Regions from separate parts of the Sus scrofa genome. Here region 1 is linked to region 2. The links are chromatin contacts, called in public Hi-C maps. All regions are on one chromosome and are shown on one strand. Each heading gives the region's core, a stretch centred on a gene start, on an enhancer-like site or on the middle of the called end of the contact. The rest is flanking DNA. Distances are from core to core; before and after follow the strand shown.

Region 1 (5,353 bases), core at 894-3,393, 740 kb after region 2:
TAGAATTGGAGTGTGGAGTAAAGGAAGATTATTAAAGGGAGTTTTCTGTTATCTACAGCTAAACCCTATGCAAACCGATACAGCATCTTCTCTGAAAATAAGATGACTGGCTTGGTAAGTAAACTGCTAAAGAGCATCCTTGGCATATACTGGGTATTCCAAATACGTTTTATACCAAGAGAACACCAATGAACATTTGCAGCCCATGATAAAGCAGAAATATTGTGTCAAGACTAATTTCACAACCCATTCTCCAGATAATCCTCTAAAACATAGGAAGGGTCTTTTTCAAACTTTTTAAAACCATGACTCATCATAAGAATATTTTACAATAGTATATGATTTTTACCATTACTAAATATAACACACTGACATTTTCTATTTTATTCTGTTTTGAAGTGCTAATTGTGACAAGACTCAAGTGTTTGAAAACTATGTAAAATATATGTAGATATTTATCTGTTAAATTTTCTGTTAGCTTACAAATAAGAACCAACACTAAAGTATATTTGTAAATTAAAACCCCCAAATACTTAAGATTTAATGGCAAGAAACAGTGGTAGAAATACCCAAAAGATTGTTCATAGTTTATTTGCCACTTTTCTACGATACGTAAATACAATCACTGATGTCTTGGGGCCTCTGCAGCTTAAGCCAAATATTGACTCTGCACGGGACAACCCACCTGGGACAGAGGCGGAGCGGAGAGCTGGCTCGGTGACCTGTCCTGTCACGACTCCTACTTTCCGTTCCTCACTGGCAACAGGCAGCACCCTCTACACTCAGCAAAGCCAGGCTATCCTTGTGCCAAGCTTGGTTCCTAACCTGTTACCCGGGATGGTGAAGTACTTGTGTTAGCTGTTCTTTCCCTTTGCTGAGGAGAAAATCAAAAAGGTGCTTCCTTTCTGAGCTGAAATTCTCCAAGTCTGGAGATAATAATTTAAGAAGGAAAAAGGGAAGTTCCCACCGTGGCTCAGTGGAAATGAATCTGACTAGCTTCCATGAGAACACAGGCTTGATCCCTGTCCTCACTCAGTGGGTTAAAGGATCCTGTGTTGCTGTGAGCTGTGGTGTAGGTCACAGATGCAGCTCAGATCTTGTGTGGCTGTGGCTGTGGTGTAGGCTGGTGATGACAGCTCTGATTTGACCCCTAGCCTGGGAATCTTCATATGCCACGGGTGCGGCCCTTAAAAAACAGAAAGACAGACAGACAGAAAAAGGCATCAGGGGTAGTTTCAAGTGGGCAGCAATGGGAATACAAAGTGCTTGCATTTTAACCCTTAGTATCGGGGACCCCGGGCAAATCACGGCATCTTTCAGCATATTGACTGCCAGAGAGCTAAAGCACGGTGCCCTCTGACCTGCTGTGTGACCTCGCCTGGGATGCTTCCATAAGTCAACAGAGAAGGTCAGTGATGAGATGTGCCGTCCTCCACAGATTTTGGTGAGAACATAAAGCAGTGAGGCTCCACGGGGAAGAGAAAAGTACTGTGGACCCCTCAGAGGTGTCCCCAACATAAGCGTAACCCTTCCGTGGAGGCGCTAGCTGTAAGGAAGGGCCACATCCTCCATTCCGTATCCTCTGCACTTTTGCTATTGATGAAACCGATGCTGGAGAATACCAAATACCAAGCTCACAGACACTGCTCTTTTCCAACCAGGAGCCTTCGTCTTCTCGGCTGTAAAATGGTGGTGGTGAACTAGATCTATCCTCACCCTTCCCCCAAATCTGCGATTCTCTGAGTCCATGTCTATGGCATGAAACAAGGGCTAATTTCAGTTCATTGCCTTGGTCATTTTACCTTCTGGCATAGCCAACATGTCACTCTGTGCTGGTGTCGTGATCAGGATGCTAGCCTCTGTCTTTTGATGCATTTATTTAACCAACTGCATATTCACTGAGTGCTTTTCATGTGTACGATACACCAGCAGCTGAGGATACACAGAAAAAGAGGAAGAAACATCCTGTCCCTTCATGACACTCACAGCAGCTGGCTGGTAAAATTCACATGATGAGACAAGTGCCAAACAGCACGGTCCCTGGTGGAAAGCAGAAAGCGTAGCAGCAGTTAGGGCTGAAAGGAAGCAGTGTGTGCTCAAGTGCGAGGCATTCTATGGGGACTGTCCTGGGACTTGGCAGGCAGGAAGCAGGAAGAATAATCCAGCCAGAACACGGTGATAAGAACAGAGGACCACAGGGCACAGCTCTGACTTCAGATTTGCCCTTGACAGTCATGGGGGAAGGAAGATCAGTGGGCAGGATGGGGGTCAGATTAGGACTGGTCTTCAAAAACAAGTGAAGGATTAGGAGTTCCCTTCATAGCTCAGTGGTAATCAACCTGACTAGTACCCATGAGGATTTGGGTTCAATCCCTGGCTCCACTCAGTGGCTTAAGGACCAGCGCTGCCGTGAGCTGTGGTATAGGCTGGCAACTGTAGCTCTGATTTGACCCCTATCCTGGGAACCTCCATATGCCGCGGGCGCAGCCCACAGATTTTGGTGAGAACATAAAAAGACCCCCCCAAAAAAGCAAAGGAACCTGGATTATCTTCTGCAGGTAAAAGCGGCCCATTGTAGGTTCTTGGGCGTGGGAAAGACATTTAAACTGCCCCTATTTTTTTTTAAAATATGATTTACTACTTCCAAATTTGCTAGAGTTTAGTACGGCTGGATTCCATAAACCTGATAGAAAGACCCGATGTCTCCCATCCTAACGTTTGAGTACTTCTGGCCTTTCTCCACCTCCCTCAATAACTTTTGGGGGCGGGGGGCAGTCACTTGTCTGTCATCTGGATGAGCCTGTCCCTCTCCCTCGCCTTTCTTCTGGAAGCCAGGCTGCCAGCAGGAGGTACACATCCTTCTCTGCATGGGAGAGTCTGTCTAATGCCAGGGCTCGGAACAAGGAAGTTTTAGCTACAGGTACAAACCCTATTCTCCAGCATCAATGTCACTGATGACAAAAGGGCCGTCTTGGCGCACCATCTGCCTCGCTCCTTTCTTCTCCCTGCGTTAGAACCCAGATGGCGAAGAAGGCCCTTTGTACACAGGGAGATGGACTTCTCTGAAATTTCTACACCGATTTGGTTTACACTGACTCAGGTAAGTGCCTTCTTCTCTGGACCTGGCGATTTAGAGAAACAGGCCACCCCACGGCAAATGACCAAGGTGGAGGCGACGCGAACCCGGGCAGTCCTGACAGGGACTCGGTACAGCAATTCAAATCAGCTGGCTGCGGGGTCTGGGCCCTGATCTCCCTCCAGGCCCCCCTCCTGGCATCTCCTCCTCGCAGCTTCCCAGTGGTCCAGGGCCCACACCACCCTACGGCACCAGGTAGGGCTTATATTAAAGTCATCCCCAGAAACCTTCCTCCCTAGTAACCCCCTGCTACACTGCTGAAATAAAAATCAATATTCTGCCCCCTCTGAGGCAGAAACAAGCAGGACAGACACAAGACAAATGGTTTGTGAAATGAACTCTTCTAGGGAGCAACTACATTTTAGGGATTAGTATGTGACGAAACTAAATTATAACACATTGGTTACGCGAGGATGAGCAGTCTGAGTCCACCCTTCCCAGCTAGGACCCCGTCTTAACATCCCTCTCCTCAGCCCACCCAGAGGACAACCGGACACAAAGCTACTCACTTCTCAGGGGCCATTCCCAAAGGAGAGGGGGAAAGTGGTTCATGATCATATTAGTAGTAGTAGTTTACTATGATTAATAGTAGTTGCTGTTGCTCTTATTACCATTATTTAGAGCAGTTCCAGAGAGAGCTCCCCTTTACGGAGTCCCAGCTCTGTGCCGAGCACTGCGTCAGGTGCTTCCTATTCACTCTCTGAGCTAATCCACCTTGGCCCTGCAGGCTAGTACTAGGGTTCGCATCTTACAGAGATGAAAACTGAGATTCACAACTGCCCCCCCAAAATACACACTAGGCGTCAGAGACCAAATTCACGAGAGACCAGGTCTGCCTGATACCAGATTTCGTGTTTTTTATACAACTGCATGGTCTTGAAGAAGCCAGGACAAGAATTCTAATAATCCCTTGATGGTCTCATCCCCTGACCCCTGAAAGCAGAGCAGAAACACCTTGAAATGGGATTGCCGTGTCAACCTCATGGACTGATTAAGGTCAAAGACACCATTGCCCAGCGTAAGAGCTCAGGTTACGGCATTTTGCAGGACTTACCCCATCATCCCTTTACCACCCATCCCTCCTCCAACCAATTCAGTCCATTTCTTGAAAGCAAGCTGCTCCCAGTGACAGATCGGGACTTTTCTCCAGGAAACAGTTTCTTCAAATAACGCACTAAGCCCCTTATTCCTGGACACCACACAGAGAGGTGAAACCCATCATTAAGCCACCGAGAGTGAAAAATGCTCTTATAACTAACAGAAGGAAAAAAAAAATAGAGATTTCATGTGAGACACCAACGTTCCTACTGTCCCTGGGACAAATGCCTGTAATAGAGGCTTGATGCCCTCGGCTGAGGACAATTATAATAATCCATTGAACTGCCACTCACGAACATTAACGTGTGGCCCCACTGCTCCTGGCTTTCCCCGAAAGTCCTCTGGCTCCTTGGATCTGGATCACGCACGACTGACACCAACACCAGGGAGAGCAGCGAGGACCGAGTCACTGAGACACCGTTATGATTTCATCACTCCATCACAACACAGTACATCTTCTGGTCCCCAAAGAGAACACTGGCTTTTAAACACGGCTCTCCAACATTCAAACTTGATTTGGAATCTAGCGATCCACAACACACCTTCAAGGCTATCATCCAGAAGTGGTTCCTAACCCTGGCTCCGTGTTGGAATCACCTGGGGGCGGGGGGCTTTTGAACTATCCCCAAACTCACACAGCACCTGGATCCAGGTAAAGCAGCCTCTCCAGGGGTGGGGCCAGGCTCCCCCTGTTGGTTCTGATGTGCACAGAGGGAGGAACCTCTCTCACGAAGGACCCTACACTTCACAGGTGCCAGGGAACCACTTAAGATATTTCAGCTGATGGACTAACACCAGTTAAAAAAAAAGAAAGAAACCAGACTTTTAAGCGGCTTTTGCTGAGCCATGGTCTGTAAATATAAAGATGACCAATTACATTCTTTTCAAAGAACTCAGGCCCAGAAGGTAAGGAGCTCTTTGGATCACGGAGCAAAGTCAGTGATGAGGAGCCCCCAGCCTCCAGTCTTGGGTTGCCCACTCTGTCATCAAGTTAGCCTGCTTGACAGATACCACCTTCTGCCACTGGCCATGGAGATAGGTATTTTGCAGAGCTAGAGAAAAGACTTAAATCTCTATTGAAGGAAACAAAAGAGTAATTTGGAAGTATCCCAAAACTTC
Region 2 (5,289 bases), core at 977-3,476:
CCTAGATCTCTGTTGGGTTTTTTCAGCGATTATATTCTTACTCATTTACTTTTCTATTAAAACAATTTTAAAATTGTGATTCAGTACCCATTTCCCATTTTAACCATGTTTAAGTGGCATTAAATACATTCACAATGTTGTGCAACCATTCCCACTGTCCATCTCCCGAACTAACTTTTATCTTTTCCAACAGAAATTCTGTACCCCTTAAACACTAACTCCTCATTGCTTTCTCCCCCACACCCCTGGCAACCACCTTTCTGCTTTCTATCTATAAATTTAACTACTCTAGGGACCCCATCTAAATGGAATCATATAATAGTTATCCTTTTTTGACTGACCTATTTCATTTAGTATTGTGTCTTCAAATTCATCCATGTTGTATCACAATTTTCTTCCTTTTTAGGCTGATGATTATTCCCTTGTATGTGACTGTACCACATTTTTTTACCCATCCATCCATCAGTGGCTACTTAGGTGTTTCCACCTCTTGGCTGTTGTGAACATGCGGCTGTGAACACGGTTGTTCAGATATCTGTGTGAGCCCTGCTTTTAGTTCTTTGGGGTGTGTACCCAGAAGTGGAATTGAGGGTCACGGAGTAACTTTTTGAGGGATCTCCAAATTTTCCACAGTAGCTGCATGCATTTTACATTCCCACCAGCAGTGCACAAGGGTTCCAGTTTCTCCACATCCTTGCCAACACTTGTTTTTCTGTGGACGTTTAAAGAAAACCTATATTAATGGGTGTACAGAATGGTTCTGTTCTTGATCTGCATTGTCTAATGACTAGTGATAATGACCATCTTTATGTGGGCTTATTGCTCATTTATATATCTTCTTTGGAGGAATTTAGTTGTTTATTTTCTTGACCTAAAAATGTCACTTTTGCTAATGATTTTGCATTTTTAATTACATTTTAAGTTGTGATGTCAGAGAAAGATGTACTTTAAAGAAAGTAGCAACATGGCAGGACTAGGGGTGTTTGTTGTGTGTGGATTCTAGCAGCCCACTTTGTATTTAATAAGACAGATTTCCAAAGTCAAAGAAATCACCCATTTCTGACAGTCTCCTTTCTACTTCTCTCCATCTCATTCTAAATTCCCACTTATAAAAATCCATAAAAGCAGTTGAAAGGAGAGATAAATGAGATGACTGGCTACTGGAAGAAGAAAATAGAATGGAAGGAAAGTAGCTGAACATTGTGAATGGATAATTCACACCTATTAAAACTACTGGCTATTAATTCTCACACTAGGCTTTTTTTTTTTTTTAATCATCTCCATAATGGCCTAGTTCATGGGTTTGAATGTGAAATGTAGCATAAAGATTAATTAACTCTGGCATAAGTAGTTAATTTAGGGAGTTTGAGATAATGCTGTAAAGATATGTTTGGGGCCACTCTGAGGAGTCTGCATCTCCAACCTTTATCTGAAGTACTGGGGACCCACTGAAAGTCCTTGAGTAGACACATTCCCACTGTGTGTCATAGCAAGACATAAATAACTGTGGTATATTAGAGAAAGTAGGCCCTAAGGATCTGTGATGAGCTGGTTAGTTATTACTCATTTTACTACAATTCCTTCCCATCACAGGTTACATTCATAAATACTTGGGTTTTTAAATATATTTAATCAGCCACATGACTGTTATACTTTCAAGTGGAATCACTAAGTGTTTCAGAATTATAGAGATTGAACTGAAATTTGCAAACAACTAAAATGTCTCCTGATAAGATTAATCTGAAGTGTGTATTAATAGCTATAGAGAGTTAGAGTCGATTTAGTGGGACTGTGAGATAAAGAATGGTACTTATACGAAAAAAAAAAAAAGAATGATACTTATGGAAGAGGAAAAGAGAGCATGTTTAAGACAAATTCTTGAAGATATAGTGCTCATTCTGAATGTCTCTAAGAGCAAATACATGTCTCTATTTTCTGAGCATGAATAACCATTGTCCATAAATTTGAAGCACAATTCAAAACATTCTTAAAATATTAATGCTGATATTGGGTGAGGAAGCCTTTTTAATAAGATATGTTAGAGAAAAATACAAGGCTAGCTTTTGGATTTTTGTAAATGCTTTCACTTTCTAGGGAATTACCTAGGTTAGGCCCTGGAGAAGTTTTCCAAGGGACCCTACAGCACAGCCCTGCTTTGGTTGTGTTCACATTACTGACTCTGTATGGGAGGTTCACCAGCTGTTTGACTGGCAGGAGCAGGAGCTTTCACTTCAGTAGTTTATAATTCCTGGCTATTCTAGGATAGTTTGCACTTCAGCAAGCCTCAGACAGGTCAGGACATTTGGTAGGAGAAGGTTGAAAGACAAAAGCAGCAGGCCTTGGGTTCTCAGCCTTTTATTTTTTTTTAATTAGAAAGTTATATTTTAATTTGCTGGCTAGGGTTTTTAGTAATGTGCCTGTATTACATGTAAAGAGTGTTCATCGGCCCAGAGGAGTTTTAAAATGTCAAAACCTGGAAAAGCTACTCTAAACCATGGCTTGGTTCCTGTTGATCTGAAAAATGTGAAAGAGCCTCTTCCGCATCAAACTGTGATGAAGATATTTAGCATTAGCATCATTGCCCAAGGCCTCCCCTTTTGTCGAAGACGGGTAAGTCTCCCACATTTGAAAAGTAGGAATATTTATTTAAATAAATGACTTTTGCCTTCTTTGGTGAAGAAATGCTACAGATTTCAATGGATGTTTATAAGTAAAACTATCAGGGCATTAAGTAGCCAGTGACATCGTATGTAAGCGGTAGACTTGATAATAGGATAGAGCAGCCCGGGAGGCCAAGGTTATCCACTTCACCTTTCTGTGACATTACAACGCTTTAAACTTCCTTAAAATTGGTAAATGTAAAAACTATGTTTTGAGGTATGTTGACAAATACTAAACCCCCAAATTTGCGGCTTTAATTTTGTGGGAAAAGCAAAAAGCTGGTGGTGCTGTCCTTATACATGGGAAATTACAGCGTTTAGCCCTTTGGACGAGTTTAGCTGGCACTTTAAGCTGTATTATTTTTAAATCACTATTTCTTAAATTCAAACTTAACAGAGACATTACTTTTTGTTGTTATACAAAATGAAAAACAGTGTGCTATTATGTGGCAGTTATGATACAGTTTTACATATAGACAATCCTAAACCAACAAACATTTTGTAGAACTTGTGCTAATCTATAATCAGGTTATGATTGATTGAATGTATTTGAGGATGACATTCTCCTCCTCCCCACTAAGTTTTGACCCTCTTAATATGAACAGTTCTGTTGTATTTTCTAAGTTACTTGGTATTGCTATTTTGAATTTTTAACTAGAGTGATATATTTTTAGATCTAAAGTATGTTTAGGATCCTGAACACATTAAGCCAAAAAAAAAAAAAAACCTTGTCAGAGAGTAAATGAGTGCTCACATATATCAGTGCTATTAGTATTTTAGTTCCCTTTTTTACCTCCCCCCCTTTTTCTCTCTCTACTAAAAGGGAAACATTTTATTAAATGAGTAGATTAACTCATAACACCTGAAAAAATATTTTTCCTCTTTAGTGACGAGAATCTTCTATTTGCTGGGACTTAAATAGCTTTTGTAAAAAAATATTTTCTAAGTACCTTCGTTCTTTTTGAATTGTTTCTACTATTCCAAACAGGTGGTGGCCATGTTGAGAAACTTTTTGAGTGAGTTTTAAATATGATGTCTACATTGAAAATAGAATATAAATATCTCCATCACCATCATATTTTCTTCTTTCCTATGTTTTCAAAGTGTTTCTTTTATTTTGTCTTTCACTTGGTCACTTTCATTTTAACTTCTGAATGAGGTCACCACTCTGATTTAAGCCTTTACACAGAGGCCTCTAAAAGTTTTAAAGTCATTAATAAACTAATTTATTATTTCATTATTTTTGCTAAAGAAAACACCAGTATAAGTTAATTTTCAAATTCAGGAAAAGAAGTGTGGGTTTTTTAAATTAAAGGGTTAAGGTATAAACAATCAAGATAATTTTTTTCTGTTGAATATTTCTAATAAACTTAAATACAGTGTATGGTAGATTATTTCATATGTACAATGTATTTTTTTCTATCTTTATCTTCTTTACAAGTACATGAAACCTAAAAGGCTTAGGAGCAGATTCTGTAAGAAAAATTGATAGAAAACTTAAAGGCTTTCCCTGAGGGCTTCCCAGGGTCGCCGTTCAGTTTGACTTTTCTAGGTTTTACTATTATGGTAAATTATAGCCTTGCATTTATAATAACAGACAAGGACTACATTTGAAAGATAAAATTCAGATTAGAATATTCGGGGGAAGATAGTTAAAAAATAAAATTAACACTTTTAGTTTTAGACTGCCTGGGTCTTAGACTGCCTGCCAGTAATTTTCTATTGCATAACTCATTGACTCTGACCACTAGACATATTAGAGGGTTGGCGTAATTACATTTTCTCCCCTCCTCTCTGCAGCTGGTTCCTTTAGGGAGCTTTAAATTGATTCACATGCTCCTTCTTATTTAATTTACCAACTTCCCTTGGTCATGTTAATGATAGACATTTTTTAATGTATTTTTTAAATCAAAGGTTTAAAAAAACCTTTTGGTATGATATGTAATTAATCATATTTTGTATCTAACATTCAGTGTCGTATATCTTTTACATTTAGATATGTTTAGCTTCTGTCAATTAAATTTTATAAAATGACAACAAAGTATATAGACTTCTCTATTTTGTAGGCTGTTTCTTTCCAAGTAGTGAGCTAATGTGTGATGATACCCCTTCAACAACTTGACATATCAGAAACTGAAAAACACGTCATTGCCCTCCATCCTTCTCAGATGTTAATCTATTTCATGTTTGCACAAGAAAATAATTTTTAAAATTGGGAAAAACTCTTTTTTTTTTTTTTTTGCTATTTCTTGGGCCGCTCCTGCGACATATGGAGGTTCCCAGGCTAGGGGTCTAATCGGAGCTGTGGCCGCCAGCCTACGCCAGAGCCACAGCAACGCAGGATCCGAGCCGCGTCTGCAACCTACACCACAGCTCACGGCAATGCCGGATCGCTAACCCACTGAACAAGGGCAGGGACCAAACCCGCAACCTCATGGTTCCTAGTCGGATTCGTTAACCACTGCACCACGACGGGAACTCCCGAAAAACTCTTTAAAATAGTTGTCATAACTATAGCTCTGGAAATGTTTTCAGGAAATTTATTTACCTTGCTATCTAATATAATATTAGTACTTGGTAGTCTAATTTAATATTATGTTAAAATAATGTGTAATGTTATGTTAAAAGT

What was found. Hi-C and Micro-C count contacts between places; a contact is called where the count stands out from the background.
Region 1: a contact with region 2 is called in a Hi-C map of heart right ventricle, with 2.9 times the contacts expected there. The contact joins two enhancer-like sites. A contact is called at or near these places in 1 of 47 Hi-C or Micro-C datasets (heart right ventricle) and 1 of 2 datasets of contacts at active chromatin or transcription factors (skeletal muscle).

Annotation. Positions count from the first base shown.
Region 1 is chr8:77,375,403-77,380,755 of Sscrofa11.1, forward strand. All of the region lies in intron 7 of FAM160A1 (protein FAM160A1), which reads right to left. Among named protein-coding and RNA genes, the nearest start is that of GATB, 160 kb to the left of the region's middle. Within about 2 kb of position 2,144, at least 3 of the 83 cell types and tissues checked have an H3K27ac peak or open chromatin away from gene starts, as enhancers often do.
Region 2 is chr8:76,635,280-76,640,568 of Sscrofa11.1, forward strand. All of the region lies in intron 2 of FBXW7 (F-box/WD repeat-containing protein 7), which reads left to right. Among named protein-coding and RNA genes, the nearest start is that of FBXW7, 160 kb to the left of the region's middle. Within about 2 kb of position 2,227, at least 6 of the 83 cell types and tissues checked have an H3K27ac peak or open chromatin away from gene starts, as enhancers often do.